Linked DNA regions of Mus musculus: region 1 is linked to region 2. The links are chromatin contacts, called in public promoter capture Hi-C maps. All regions are on one chromosome and are shown on one strand. Each heading gives the region's core, a stretch centred on a gene start, on an enhancer-like site or on the middle of the called end of the contact. The rest is flanking DNA. Distances are from core to core; before and after follow the strand shown. Region 1 holds the start of Rab33a (RAB33A, member RAS oncogene family). Region 2 has its middle 25 kb from the start of 9530027J09Rik.

Region 1 (6,856 bases), core at 4,316-6,815, 210 kb before region 2:
AAATGTTTTATTCTCAGTTAGTTGGGATGAGAAGGCCAACTGTATACAGTCTTTCTTCCTTTCAGGCCTGACACTGAATGAATCTACACAACACTACCCTGAATCTACATGGACAACCAGCTGAGTGCAGCTGGAAAGACAGCATTCTGACTTCTAGTTAGTAGAGGGGTAAATGAATAGTCTTTTCTTAGTTGGACCTCACTCTCCTCATCTCTATAGTGGGAACATGAGCTTCTCTGCTTGCTAGGACAATCCAATGACATGATATATGAGAAACAGCGTTTGTAAAATGGGACGTGCTCAATGGATATTAGTTGCTACCATTGTGTCAGAAAGAACAGCAACTTTTAGTACTGTGCCTTGGATCTACTGGTTCTCATTCGGGCACACTTGGCTCTAGAAGCTGAAACAGGGCAAGGGCAACCAGTGGGGTGTGACAGGGAGAAAGATGTATCAACTTTTCATGAGTGGCTTGGGATAAGCCCAGATTAATGAGGGATAGATGGAAGGTTTGGGGTGGGGGGCACAGTGTGGAGAGCTGCCACAGAGAAACCGCACCTTTTTACCATTTTCTGAGAGTTATATCCGCCTGGTAAGCTTCAGCAAGCTCTCCATCCCCTATACAATCTCTTAGCTGACCTAAGTATTTTTTTTCCTTAAGGGACATAGCTGGCATCATTCTATAAATGGACCATGGGTATCCTTTTGTTGGAAGCCAATGGCAGAAGGCATATGTGCAAAAAAAGAGAAGCATTTACAACCTTTGGTGGATGGAGAAAGTTTAAAAAATTTTTTTTCAATTAACTGGACTGTCCCATATGTATCTAAGATACACAGGTATACTAACCTGACACACATGACAATAAAAAGGACAGAGACAAAGATAGACAGGGGGGGAGGGAAAGGGGGAAGAGAAAGGGTGGGAGGAAGAGGGAGAGGAAGGGAGGAGAAGAAAACAAGGAACACACAGTGACGGATAATTAATCATTAGGGTGACAGAAGATAGAGGCTTAGGAGCCCCCACAGCTATGGTGTCATTCTGACTGCAGGCAGCTTGTAAGCAACACTGAGCTCAGCCTCTTTGCACTTAGTAACATAAAACAGGAAGGTGTTTTCCCCAGTGATCAGCAGAGAGGAAGAACTCTGCAGTCTGGGCCATGCCTGCCTATAGACACGGCCAGCCCACAGTGGGGGTGCTAGGCTTGTGGGAGTACCCAAACTAGGCAGAGGGCTACTTTCTTGTAATTTTACCAAGAATGGTTCAACAATGCCTATCCAACCCACCCTATTCATTGGTTTCGGATGCTTTTAGGCTGAGACAGACACAATATGGCTTAGCTAAACCCGTAGGTGACACATCCATAATGCATAATGGTTATTAAGAGAAGCTCCACCCTTCCTTTGGGAGTTGGAAGATGTCTCCATCTTTCCTAGATTGATCAGGAAAAGCTGCCAGCTTTCCTATGTGGTGTCCCACTATGCTGCTTGCACAGACAACCTTCTGGGTTAAATGAACTTGGGACTTGTGTAGTCTTCTAAGCCTGGCAGTGTGAAATCCAGAAAGAGCACCGGAAAAGGGATTAGAAAGCCTGCACTGTCTGATTGATCTTAGGGAAGTCACTTTCTTTCTCTGAGCTCCAGTTCCCTATCTCTAAAATGACTTTGGATTAGGGGGGATTTGCCCCTAAGGTTGTTTCTATCTCTGGACCCCTGTCATTCTCATGACCACAGTGAGACAGTCATGGTATGAAAAGTAAACTCGGAGTGCTCTGCTGAGCGTCCTGAGTACAGGCAAAATAGAGTTCTTTTTAAATTCTTTTTTACTTATTTAGTGACCCTGAACCCAAGGCCTCACATATGCTAAACAAACACTCTAACACTGAACTTTACCCCCAAACCTGAAGGAGACAAGTTGAAGGCGCCTTGATCCTTGGACCATAGCCTTGAGTCCCAGCCTAGACACAATAAGACTGGCTACTTGGTAGTGTATCACTCCCAATCTAGTGGACTAGATATTGTCCTCTGTAGTAGAGCTCAGTATATAGAACATGGACTCTGGATCTCAATTGAAATGCTAGCAATGACAAAAGATCGCTGTGCCCATGGGCAAGGTATTTCATCTGTCTCAAACTCAGTTTCCTGATCTGTCAAAGGAGAATAATAAAAATCCCAATTTTACCCTGGCAAGATGGTTCAGCACTTGGCACCCAACCGAATGAACTGTAAAACTCAGAGGGTGGAAAGAAAGATTGGGACCCACAAGTTGTCCTCTGAACTCCACTATGCTCTGTGGAACACATATGCCTCCCCCCCACACACACACACACACTGTAGATTTTTTTAAATTAAAAATATTCTAAAATCTTAATTCCTAGGGTTGTTGTATCAAAATGTTCACCTTGGGCTTTGTTCAGTCAATAAATGGAATTTTTTGTTTAGTTTCTATTTGTTTGTATTATTTTGAATTATGTGTAAGTATGTGCCCACGAGTGAATGTATTTGTGGAGGCCAGAGCAACATCGAGCATCTATCCCCCAGCAGAGATTGTCATATGTGCCACTTGGAGGACACAAAGGAGAAAGCCTAAAAGAGGTAATACACTACTCTAGAACTAAGAAGAGATAATGAGAAGTCTCTACCACTCACCTGCCAGGGCTTCTACTTATAATCTGATAGCTTACTATAGCTGGCTGAACTATGGGGCTAACCGTACCCCTACCCCTACCCCTACCCCTAACCATGTTTTGGTACTTTTTTTTCTTGCAGAAAAAGCATGAAGCACAATCTACGTCCTTCTTGATTTCTTGCCAGCTGCCATGTTCTGCCATCTTGCCACAGACACTCTGGTCTCTCACCTGCCAGCTTTGGCCTTAGCGATTCAACAGCTTACAGGGGAGTGAGGTCAGCATGTCCCAGGTCCCACACTCCACTGAGGTTTCTTGCCCAATTTGTCCTCAGAGGTTCCTCCTTGAACTGTGTTACAAGGCTTTGTCCTTTTAGAAATATCATCTTCCCCTCAAAACCCATATTAAGCACTTATCTGCACGGGGTGTTGTGCTGATCTGTTTCCAGTGAGTCACACTGTCACAGGCTCTGCCCTCTGGGGAAAAAAAGTCTAGGATATTTGGCAGGGACTTGAAAGCCAGTTAGTTAGGTTAAGTCCAGGGGTGGTGGTTGTGGCCAGGGCCGGGGGTAGGGTGTGGGGTGTGGGGTGGGGTAATGGTTTAAAGCCCTCCCCAAGGCCATTGGTTGATAACTCCATCCACTGTTCACCTCCTACCCCTCATTTCTCCTCTTCCCTTTCTCCCCCTTCATCTCCCTTCCCTCCTAGACTCCCATGCACTTCTGTTTCCCCACCACTCAAACTTCAGAGGGATTTAATATGCTGCTCCAACTTTTAAGCCCAGGAAACACTTCAGCTCACTGTAATAGCTGATTTTAAGTAAATGATAACATTAAACATGATTCTGAAGGTGTTTTAAAATGCATCCATTGATTTATTTCTACTTTGATTATAAAAAAATCACGTCTTAGACTTTCCAATGTCTTATAGCCATATATTAAAGAAACTAGGCACCGTCAAGGAAGAAGCCCTGACCTGTGCAAACATTCAACATGAAGAGTCCTTGAAAAAGAAAAAAGACAGATCCCCGCATTGGCTTTAAAAGGCCATCCCTGTCGCCTCAGATTGGAAAGAGCTAAAATAGATCAGAAGTTCAAAAGAATCTATTATCTCCCAGACCCAGAATCTCTCCTTCTCTCTCCACCCATCTTCCTAAAGCACAGTGCTTTGGCTTGTTTGCTGAAGTCATTTTAAAATGCAATCATTTTGATCACCAAGAAATCTTGCACAATTTGGGGTGTTTTGTCATTCTCTCCAGTTCACCAGTCCTTCACTCTGTGTCACTCAGAACACAGGACAGGGCATGTGTCTCCTTCAGCTGTTTGACCAACAAGTTTACCTTCATCTCTGACTTCCCCGGGGGTCCTGCTCAAGCAAAGGCCAGCTATGAGTCTAGAGGACTTGGTGTTTAGTAACCCCGGTGTCTTCTTACAAGCTTTCTATGACACACAAAGCTGTCCTTGCCATACCCCGCTTCCTGCTACCCCCTCCCAACACACTGACATACCCTGTCTTACCGAGTTTCTACTTTCGCTACACTAAATGAACATACAAAAATATTTGTACTTGGCCTATTTAGTAAACTATGTCAAGGCACTTCCCCCTGACCCTCAGAGAAGTTGTTGTGTGTTTCCCAACAAGCCTTCTGAAGACAATGCCAGTAGAATGAGTAATGGGCTCTTCATTCACCAGCTTCATCCAAACCGATCTAAAGCAGCAAGCATCTGGGAGGGACTGCCCCCAAAGAACAAGTTTTGGGAGATTATGAAGAGCCAGCAGGTGACTGTGTCTCAGCCTTTAAAAGGGCTTTGTGACATAACCATGCTCCATGCCACCTCCATCTCAAGTCAGCTCTACTCACAAGTATAAACTGCATTCTAAAATAAAGCCGTGTTCTTGCTCCATTTATTCCCAACCTCTCTAATGTCACAGGGCTTAGCCAGGATGACTTTTTTTTTTCTTTTTTGCAGCCTATTGGCACCCAAGAGGTAGAAAGGACCTCAAAATGTGTAAAGTGCTTTGAGATCCATCCCACAAAACTAGGACCAGAGATGTCTCAGGCCTTTCTGTGTTCAGGGGTGTCTCTCCCGTTTAGGATTGAGAACAATTTCAAACCTGCTTTTCCCGGCCAAAGCTGTCAGGTAGGGGCAAAGGGTAAGAATGCAACCACCCTGGCTTGCCAGAAAATTTGGGTTAGGTGGGGATGGGCCCCTGAAAGAAGCTAAAAGGGTTGTGGATGTGCCCAGGGTCTTGAGCTCGGCAGGTGGCGACACAGCCAAAGCTAGTCATTTATTATCACTAGCAATATACCTCAGGCGGAAACCCCCTCCCAGGTTCCTCCCTGCCCGGACCTGACCAGCAGGATCACCTTGATCTTCTCGCCCTCGATTTCCACGGTCTTCTCCCTGAAGTCCACACCGATAGTGGCCTCAGTCTTGTCTGGGAAAGTACCCCCGCAGAAGCGGAAGGTCAGGCAGGTCTTGCCCACGTTGGAATCCCCAATCACGATGATTTTGAAAATGCGAATCTGCACGTACTGGTCCATCGATGAGTCGAGCTCCAAGGATGCCAAGCCAGCAGCTGAGGCGGGCTGCAGGCTCCCATGGCCCAGGATGGGCTGTGCCATCTCCCCGGGACAGGACCCGGGTCCCAACCCCACTCGAGGGCTCCACACAAAGAAAGCGGCCACGTTAGTGCGCTCAAAGCGAGAGAGCTTTGTGCGTGTGTGTGTGTGTATGTGTGTGTGCTCGCACGCGCGTCTGGAAGTGTGTGTCCGCCCGTGTGTGCGTGCGCCGGCAACGTGTGTGTGCGCGCGCGCGTGAAGAGGGTGCTCTCACCCCAGGCACCCCTCCTCCTTTCCTAGTGCACCCTCCTTTCAGCTCAAAGGCACAGACACAAAAGCTTGAGAGAGAAGAAATGGAGACTGGGCCAGCCTTGAGAGGTCTCCTTCTGCCGGTGTGTGAGCTCTGGGACTGCAGGCTCAGGCTGTGCCGCGCCTTTGCTTAGACCCTCCCCTTCTGGACCCCAGGGACACACTGGAGGGAGAAAGCCTAAGCACAACAGGGAAGGGATGAGGAGTGTGGAACACAGCGCCTCAGGCGAGCCTTCTCTTCTTGTCCCCAGTTCTGTGGTGGGTTTCAGGCTTCCCACCCCTACTTTGAGCGCATAGGCTCGGTGGGCAGTGAGCACAGCTGGGGAAGACAAAGAGCGCTGTACCCTAAGGCATCGCAGGAGAGTTTCGAGTCCGGTGCAGCATTAAGGGGTCGGGATCTGAGATACCTTGTTCACACCTCCACAGCCACTGACAGCTGCGCCACTGTGGTTCCCTGCCTCCCCCCACCAAGTCTTAGGAAAAGGAGGTATTCAGTCTTACTGAGTAAGCAGGTGCACTCTTTGGTGCCCAAGGAATTGGGGAGGACACTGCCAGGACACCAGTGAACGCAGTGGCTTGTGGAGGGCCCCCACGCAGCTGAAAGGAGGCAGACACGGGGCACGGGCGTGAGTGTGTAGGGGGTGTTACTGTTTCTGTCAAAGACTTGCCAGATGTAGGGGGGCTCGTACCAGGCGCCAACCTCCCCTCATCACACCACGAGCACCCACCCTCTGAATGTTCAGGAGGGTGGTTCCCATTGGCTGCCACAGTCGGTTGTGTTTGGCTGGCCAATGAGGAAGGCCCGCCGCGGGAGAGGGCCATACAGAGGCTAGGAGGAGGGGGAACTAGTGGGGACAGTTCCAGCAAAGGGGGACTTTGTTTCTGTGGCTAACCATTACAGGCCCAGGTGAGGGCACTTAGGACACGGCATAAACCCCATGATTCCTGATACACTGAGCCCTTCACAAAGCCATACGGTGTTTCAGATTGGCAGAGTTTGAAGGGGAATTGGAATCCCAAGGAGGGTCCACCCACCCCCTGCAAGTGAATGTAGAATATAGTGGTTGGGTCTAATTTGTCAGAAGCCTAGATTATGCTTGGAAGATGATAAATGAATACAACTTTTTTACGATTTCAGAGGGTAGCTTCCCAAGGCTTACTAACCATCACACAACTTGGTCAAGACCCATATTCCATCTCCCAAAAGTGACTTTCAGGTTTAACATCTGTATGAAGTCAACTTAGGTACGATTTGCATACAACAATGAGTACCCATTTTATGTTTGTTTTAGGAATTTGCTCATCTCCCTTATATTTCATAGGCTAAGGTATCACAGACATATACCATTAGCATCAACATA
Region 2 (6,935 bases), core at 1,772-4,271:
CTATTTAATTATTTACTTATTGAGGCGGAGTCTTGCTAGGTACCTCAGACTGGTCTGGACTTCACCACGGAGCCCACACTGGCTTTGAACTTGATTGAGCTCCTTCAGCATTTCAAAAACACAAGCAGCTTCGCTCAGTTTATGGCTCCCATTTTGAAGGTGGAGAAACTGAGGCCACCCAGATGGCTTAATCATTTGCTGAGCTCACGCAGGGAGATGGTAATAGAGATTAGAATGGGGTTTGTGCTTCGGGGTCAGATTAAGCAGCCATATTCTCCCCCAAGTCCCTCTAGCTCGCCACTTCAAATGGCTGAATGATTCTTTATTAATTCTCGTTGCCATAGTTTTGGTAGCATGTTTTATTGTTTCTGTCACCTGTGCTAGGTCATAAGTATTCAAGTGATGGAGATGATTTTTTTGTTTTGTTTTTGTTTTTCGAGATAGGGTTTCTCTGTATAGCCCTGGCTGTCCTGGAACTCAACTTTGTAGACCAGGCTGGCCTCGAACTCAGAAATCCGCCTGCCTCTGCCTCCCAAGTGCTGGGATTAAAGGCGTGCGCCACCACTGCCCGGCTACAATGGAGATGATCTTAACATCACAGCTTAGTGCCCACAAGAAGGCTGGCATATACGGAAGGCATTCAAAGCTTCTTTTTCTAATGCTAGAAATGAGGATTTAGACTTCTAAGCTTTTCCTGGTCAAGCCATCCACCTACACACCTGGCTTGGAAGTAGTACTCCTTTAGGGGTAAGACCTGTCTACTGCCACATAGCACCTTCTGTACCCTGGCACTTTTCTTCCAACACCAATGTATGGCAGGCAGTGCAAACATGCATGCATATCAGCACAGAGCCCTGCTGCTTTTCAAAAATATCAGTAGTTGCAGTATGTCTTGGCAGGATTTGGAAGGGACCCTGCACAGTGAGAAGAAGTATCCCTTACCCCCCCTTATTTCCCTGACCCCTCAAAGACTACAACTAGCCACAAACCACATGGCCCACAAGCAACTGAGATTTGTGGCCTTTGGAACTTCCCAGGGCAGGGGTCAGTAAGGAGGTCAAAGGGGGTGTGGGCATCACACAGTCCAGAGTCATTACTCTAATGCCCTCTGGGAGAGTTTCCAATCAATGGCTCTATTTGTCCTCCCTTCAGGGAAGACTGGGGGTAGGGCAGCAGGGGTCTATTATCAAGCCCACCCCCACAACACTGCCTCCCAGAAGCTCACCCTGGGGCCTGGCATTCTATCCAGAAGACAGAAACCAGAAATGGGACTATATCTCTGGGCCTGAGCAGGTAGACTGTAATAGTCTGGAGTTTTATTGGAGGATCTATGACATTTAAAGAGCCAGCAAGATCACTTTGCTTCCTGTGCTCCACCCCCTTTAACCACCACATTTTGAATGACTCGTTTTCAGGAAATGTCCCCCACCCCCAACTCCTCACGGTGTTCTTTCTAGGAGTCTTAGAATCATTCCATGTAAGAAACAGATAGGATAGTATAATGGTTAAACACCTGAAGCTGGACAATGACTAGACCTGGATTTCAAACTCAGTTTTGCTATTAGGTAATAATGAAACCTCTTTTAATTTAGAGGTCTGGACTTTTATTATCTGCACCATATTTGCTTTCTCTTCTAAACAGGGACAATAATAGTACCCACCATATATATTGATTCAATATAATATATGCTATATACAGTTGCCACTTGGGAAGAGCTCAAGAAATAGTGGCCATGGTAACCATTTTTATTAGTCTTTGTCGCAAACAAGTACTATTCTACTTGTTACCTATGGGGCCCAGAGCACTTCACAAGTCAAGTCATTCTGCAAGATCCTGGAGAGATGGAATTCTTGCTGGCACCCCTCCCCGCACAGCCTTTGGGTCATTCGATATGGGATTGGCCAGGGCTATGCCCCACTGTAGAGTAAGTGTGGCTGTGGCTACAGGCAATATCCCCTGAGGGGACTTAGCTTTATTGACTAAGATAGCATTAAGTGGCCAGCTGTGTGTGTGTCTGTGTCAGATAAATAGTCCCAACATCGTATCTAAAATGCCTACTCCTGGCATGTGGGCCAGGTAAGCACCCTGGAAGCAGCCTCTAGCTAAGAGCTTACATTTGCAGAGAAGCTACTGTGGAAATGTTTTTGCCTGATGCGCTTGTTCTATCCAGCCTTTTAAAAAATTTTACCCATGTAAATAATGGGAATTCGCTTTTGATTCCAAACTGTGGCGGTGGGTTCAAGTGATGATAGTTGCTAGTGGTAGAAGGAAGACGGTTAGTTCGGTACGTGCTGGGCACAATGGCGGAGAAACAATATATGGTTCTGTCCAGAGTTCACCAATATGTAGGTTCAGCTCTGCCTTGACAAGACATTTTATCTCAGCGTTATTGTTTTTGTTGTTGTTGTTATTCTACATAGAGTCTTAGCTTGGTCTGGAACTCTCTATTTGCCTGTCTCAGCTTCCTCTTGAGATCTCGCTTCTGAATTCATCCTTATTCGGTTTGGACTACAAAGTGGAGAGAATGCATATCTCCCATCAGACTCAGGGCTGTCCTGAGGCTGGAGATATTGTCACACACCCCTCCCCAAGCCTCCCCACCCAGGACTGGGAGCTTTCTGAAATTGGAGCCCTGCGTCTCCTCCCTTAAGCTGGCGATTCTCCAGCCCGAGGAACCAAACGAGCTGCTTCCATACTCAGGAGCATCTCCAGGACTAGTGAGTGCCCTATGCATTTTTTGGTATTCGAAGCACCCAGAAGCTTGGCATCTAAGGCAGAGCAACTGGCTCGAATCTGGCCAGAAAGGTTGCCTGACGGGCAGAACTCCTGTCCTCTGGCTGGCCAGAACGAGAAGGTTGTCCATTGTAGGAAGACGGAGGGCCCACGTGGTGGGTCCCTGCAAAGGGGTGCTCCGGAGTCGGTTCAGGCCCTTTTATCTGCACCCCCCCTCCCCGCCGCCGCGCAGAAACCCTCTCCCCAAAGAAGGCTGGCTGCCTAGGGAGGGCCCGCAGGGGAGGGGAAAGGAGAGAGCATGAGCACTGTGGGGGCTGGGAGAGGCTGGAGAGGCTGGAGAGGTGGTGGAGGGCCGAGGGCCAGAGACCAAGCAGCAAGGAGCCGCCAGAGTCGCTGGAGAACGCAGAGGAAAAAAGAGGAGGAAGGAAACTCATTCCGCCCCAGACACCAAGTATCTCCTGTTACCAGCGGAAAGGTGCTGCCTCAGAAGAGGTGATCAAAGCCATTGAGAGCGGGCGATCACGTGAACAGAGAGAGAGAGAGAGAGAGAGAGAGAGAGAGAGAGAGAGAAGAGAAGAGTAAAAAGCGGACCGACAGACAGACCAACAAAGAGCCTAAGAGCCCAGAGGGAGGCCAGCAAGGAGGAGGCATGGACCAGGGGCTAAAGGAGCAGAAAGGAGAGCTCAGTGCATGGGCCCACTCCCTCTTTTTCCTTCTCTCTCTCACCATCAACTCTCCAGTCTCACACTTAGGGGGCCCAGTGACCAAATGGGAACTGCAGGGTCTGTTTGCCTGCCTAAGAAGCCCTTTCTTCTCCATCACACTCTGTCTACTCGGCTAGGTTTGACACTTCCCTCTCCCAGAACAACAAAATGGGCAGTAATTGGGCTTGGTAAATACTACTCCTTTCCAGCTTGCAAAGTACAGGGAATTCCCTGTTATCTGCAGGGGATGGGGTGGGGGTGTAAGCTCCCTCTAGGCCCTTGGAGTCTGGAATCCCCCTGACCTTAGAGTACCCCTCAAGGCCACTGGGACATGAGACCCAGGGTACCCAGAGTTCACTGAGCAACAACAAACGAAGGGTTGGGTAGGAGTCTAACTGTGCCAGGCAGAGTGCTAAGCGCAAGGACCTGCTGAACTGGACAAAACAATGCAGTCTGCCTTCTGGAAGCTTTTATTGTGAAGAGAGACAGGTCACAGACAGGCAGAAAAGACCAACTGCAAAAAGGTCTATACCAAGTGCCAGAGGGAATATGGAGGATGGAGACAGAACAGAACCTTTAGGAGGTAGGGGTTGGAGCAAAGCACTCAAGAGTTCTGGAGGCCAAAGAATGTAGGGACAGGTGGAGGAACTGCTCTGAACAGAAGGGCTGAAGCAAAGACCAACTCATAGTTGAACCTTCGTTGGTTCACAGTTATAAAGGGAGATCTGTCATTTTAAAACAAACTGAACTGTAAACATTGCTATTTTTCTTTATCTAATTGCAGACCCTACTGCCGGCCCCTTGTTGCCACTGATTACTGGGAATTGGCTATAATTTTCCAAAGTGCTACCAATTCAATAAAAAACCTTGTTCAGTCTGCTTTTTCCATTGAGGAAGTTCGGGCCAGGAGGAAATGAGGTCAATATCCTGTCGTTCCTCAGTCCCCCTGCCCCACAACGATAAGAGGTGACCACCCACTCAGTGAATATGACCCAGAGGCACTAAAATCTCGGCCTGGCATTGCCCTGTTCCCTCAACACACACCATGGTCTTTCCATTCCTTGCTGGGATTGGACAATTAGAGCAGAGTCTCTCAATCCAGACTCTTAGGTCCTTAGAGCAGGCCAGGTGTTCCTTGGCTATCTTAGTGCTCTCTTCTTGACTTCTTAATCATACGAATTACTTTATCTTGTTTAGTTTGCAGAAATAAATTCTATTCTCTGTTTCTCCTGAGGGGTTTTTACCAAGGGCCCCAAGAACTCGGTATTTCTTTAACCTTACAGCCTTTCTTCTGGCCAACGTCCAACTGCACTAGAAGTTGGGGAGTCTTACTAACATAAGGGTATTTCGGTGCAAGGGAGGACATAACAGCTACCAGTTTTAGCTCTTGACTTCTACCATGCCATCCTCAAGGCTAAGAGATGTCATTTTGATAAGTGGCTGGCTGGATTTCTCAGGGCAATGGGACCAAATTCCCAAATAGGCTGCAGACCCAATAGCACCCAGCTTTTGCATGATCTAGTGGAAAGTCGATACCCTCACCACCATCAGGCATGCTGTGGTTATCACTCTAGTGTTCTATCCATTTCTTAGTCTGCAACCATCTATTTCTCACTGAGGATCCCTCTGTACTCAGAACTAGGTACAGACTCCTTCCCACAAGGACCATCTGCTCCATTAAGAAAGCCATTGAAACTCGGTACATGGCAGTGCACACCTTTAGGTCTTAGGAGGTAGAGGCAGGCAGATGTTTGTGAGTCAAGGTCAGCCCGGTCTACAGAACAAATTGTAGCCAGCAGAACTACACAGTGAAAACTTGTATCAAAACTACTTGTTAAAGGAAGAGATGACACATTCTACACAGCAGGAGAGTATGTTAGCATTTTTTCATTGTTGCTGTTGAGACAGAGAATCATTATAGCTCAGGATGGCCTCAAACTCCACCTGTAGCAGAGAAATTTCTTCCTCCCAAGTGCTGAAATTACAGACATGCAATATCATACCTGTTTTATGCAGTGCTGGGGATGGAACCTGGAGCTTTCTGCAAACTAGACAAATACTCTACCCACCAGGCTATATATCCCCAGCCAAAATATAATCAATAATTTAATTTAAGCTACTTATGAACTGTGTGGATTTCATATATGTATTTAGTTTTGAGATGTCTTACGTTTAGCTCATATACTCTAGGCTAGCCTTGAACTCATGACAATACCCCTGTCTCACCCCCCACCCCCAACTCAGCTAGCTGTGAAGATTTTAGTTAGGGAGACTCAGTTTTTTCTGTCGAGAGAAATCTGTAGAGTAGGAATAATAATGACCCACACAGGGTCCTCAAGTGAAGATGTGTTGATAATTTATGGAAAAAAGCCAAACACAGAATCTAGTTGTCTTACTTCTTTTGTGGCTATGTTGTTACACACCTACTATCCAAAGACAACCAACTACTATCAGCCTTTTAGTGCATTTTCTTCCAGGTTTTGTTTTGGTTCATTTTATGTTTTGAGCCTTACCATGTAGCCCAGGCTACCCCAAATTCTCCATCCTCTTGTGCCAACCTCCCTAGTGCTGAGATCATTTGTGGGCACTACCACCTGCAGTCTTTCCATGTTTAGAGGGGTGGGAGAAGCACAGTCTTTTGTAAGACAGGGTGGTCTGGAACTTACTGTGGAGCCACGAGTGGCCTTTAACTTCTGATTCGCCTGCCTCTACTGTTTCACTGCTAGAATTACCATCACTTTTTTTTGGCTTTTCGAGACAGGGTTTCTGTGTAGCCCTGGCTGTCCTGGAACTCACTTTGTAGACCAGGCTGGCCTCGAACTCAGAAATCCGCCTGCCTCTGAGTGCTGGGATTAAAGGCGTGCACCACCACGCCTGGCTTGCCATCACTTTTAAAAAAAAAAATGTGGTGTTGGGGATTGAATCCAGGGCTTTAATGCTTTAGGCAAGCGTTTTACCAACTGAGCTACATCCCTGCCTCCAAATCTATTTTCATCAAATAATTTGCGATTAACGTAATACATAATGTTATAGCTTACTTTTTAACTTAAATTTACAACAGTAAGTTCCTTGATATTTGTAAACATTATCTTAGTGATCACATAATTGTTCATTGTGTAGATTCCTGTTGTGTTTTCAAAGCTCCTAGGCATACTGTTTCCTTTGTTCTTTACCCCTGACCACCTCAGCAATGCCCTTAATGACACAGGCCCTTGCCAAAGACAATTACAGAAGCACCTGTTTCCCATCCTCTACATTCACATCCAATTATCCCCCAAGAAATCGATTGCGATCTCTACTTTCACTTAGGCATCTCCACAGATGTCTGTCCTTACACTTTGAAAAGTTAATTTTTAACTTAGCATACAAAGTCATTAAAATACCAAATGCCTCACAAATGTGCTTGCCGTTCTTGAACAGGGGTCGTACTAATTCCTGTGTTCCAATTTTGGTACACGAACTGCCGAAGCGAACACTGTCATTACACTTAATGGAAG

What was found. Promoter capture Hi-C pulls out the DNA fragments that hold promoters and counts their contacts.
Region 1: a promoter capture Hi-C map of pre-B cells shows a contact between it and region 2. The contact joins the promoter of Rab33a here to the enhancer-like site in region 2. A contact is called at or near these places in 6 of 39 promoter capture datasets (the HPC-7 cell line, cranial neural crest, liver and 3 more), 1 of 484 Hi-C or Micro-C datasets (CD4 T cells) and 3 of 115 datasets of contacts at active chromatin or transcription factors (the 230-238 cell line, embryonic stem cells and memory CD8 T cells).

The regions. Positions count from the first base shown.
Region 1 is chrX:48,517,994-48,524,849 of GRCm38.p6, reverse strand. It overlaps Rab33a (RAB33A, member RAS oncogene family), which reads right to left and starts at 5,565. Exons shown (of 2, transcript NM_011228.2): 1 at 4,992-5,565. The coding sequence starts at 5,249.
Region 2 is chrX:48,307,022-48,313,956 of GRCm38.p6, reverse strand. No RefSeq gene overlaps it. Among named protein-coding and RNA genes, the nearest start is that of 9530027J09Rik, 25 kb to the right of the region's middle. Within about 2 kb of position 3,021, at least 18 of the 459 cell types and tissues checked have an H3K27ac peak or open chromatin away from gene starts, as enhancers often do.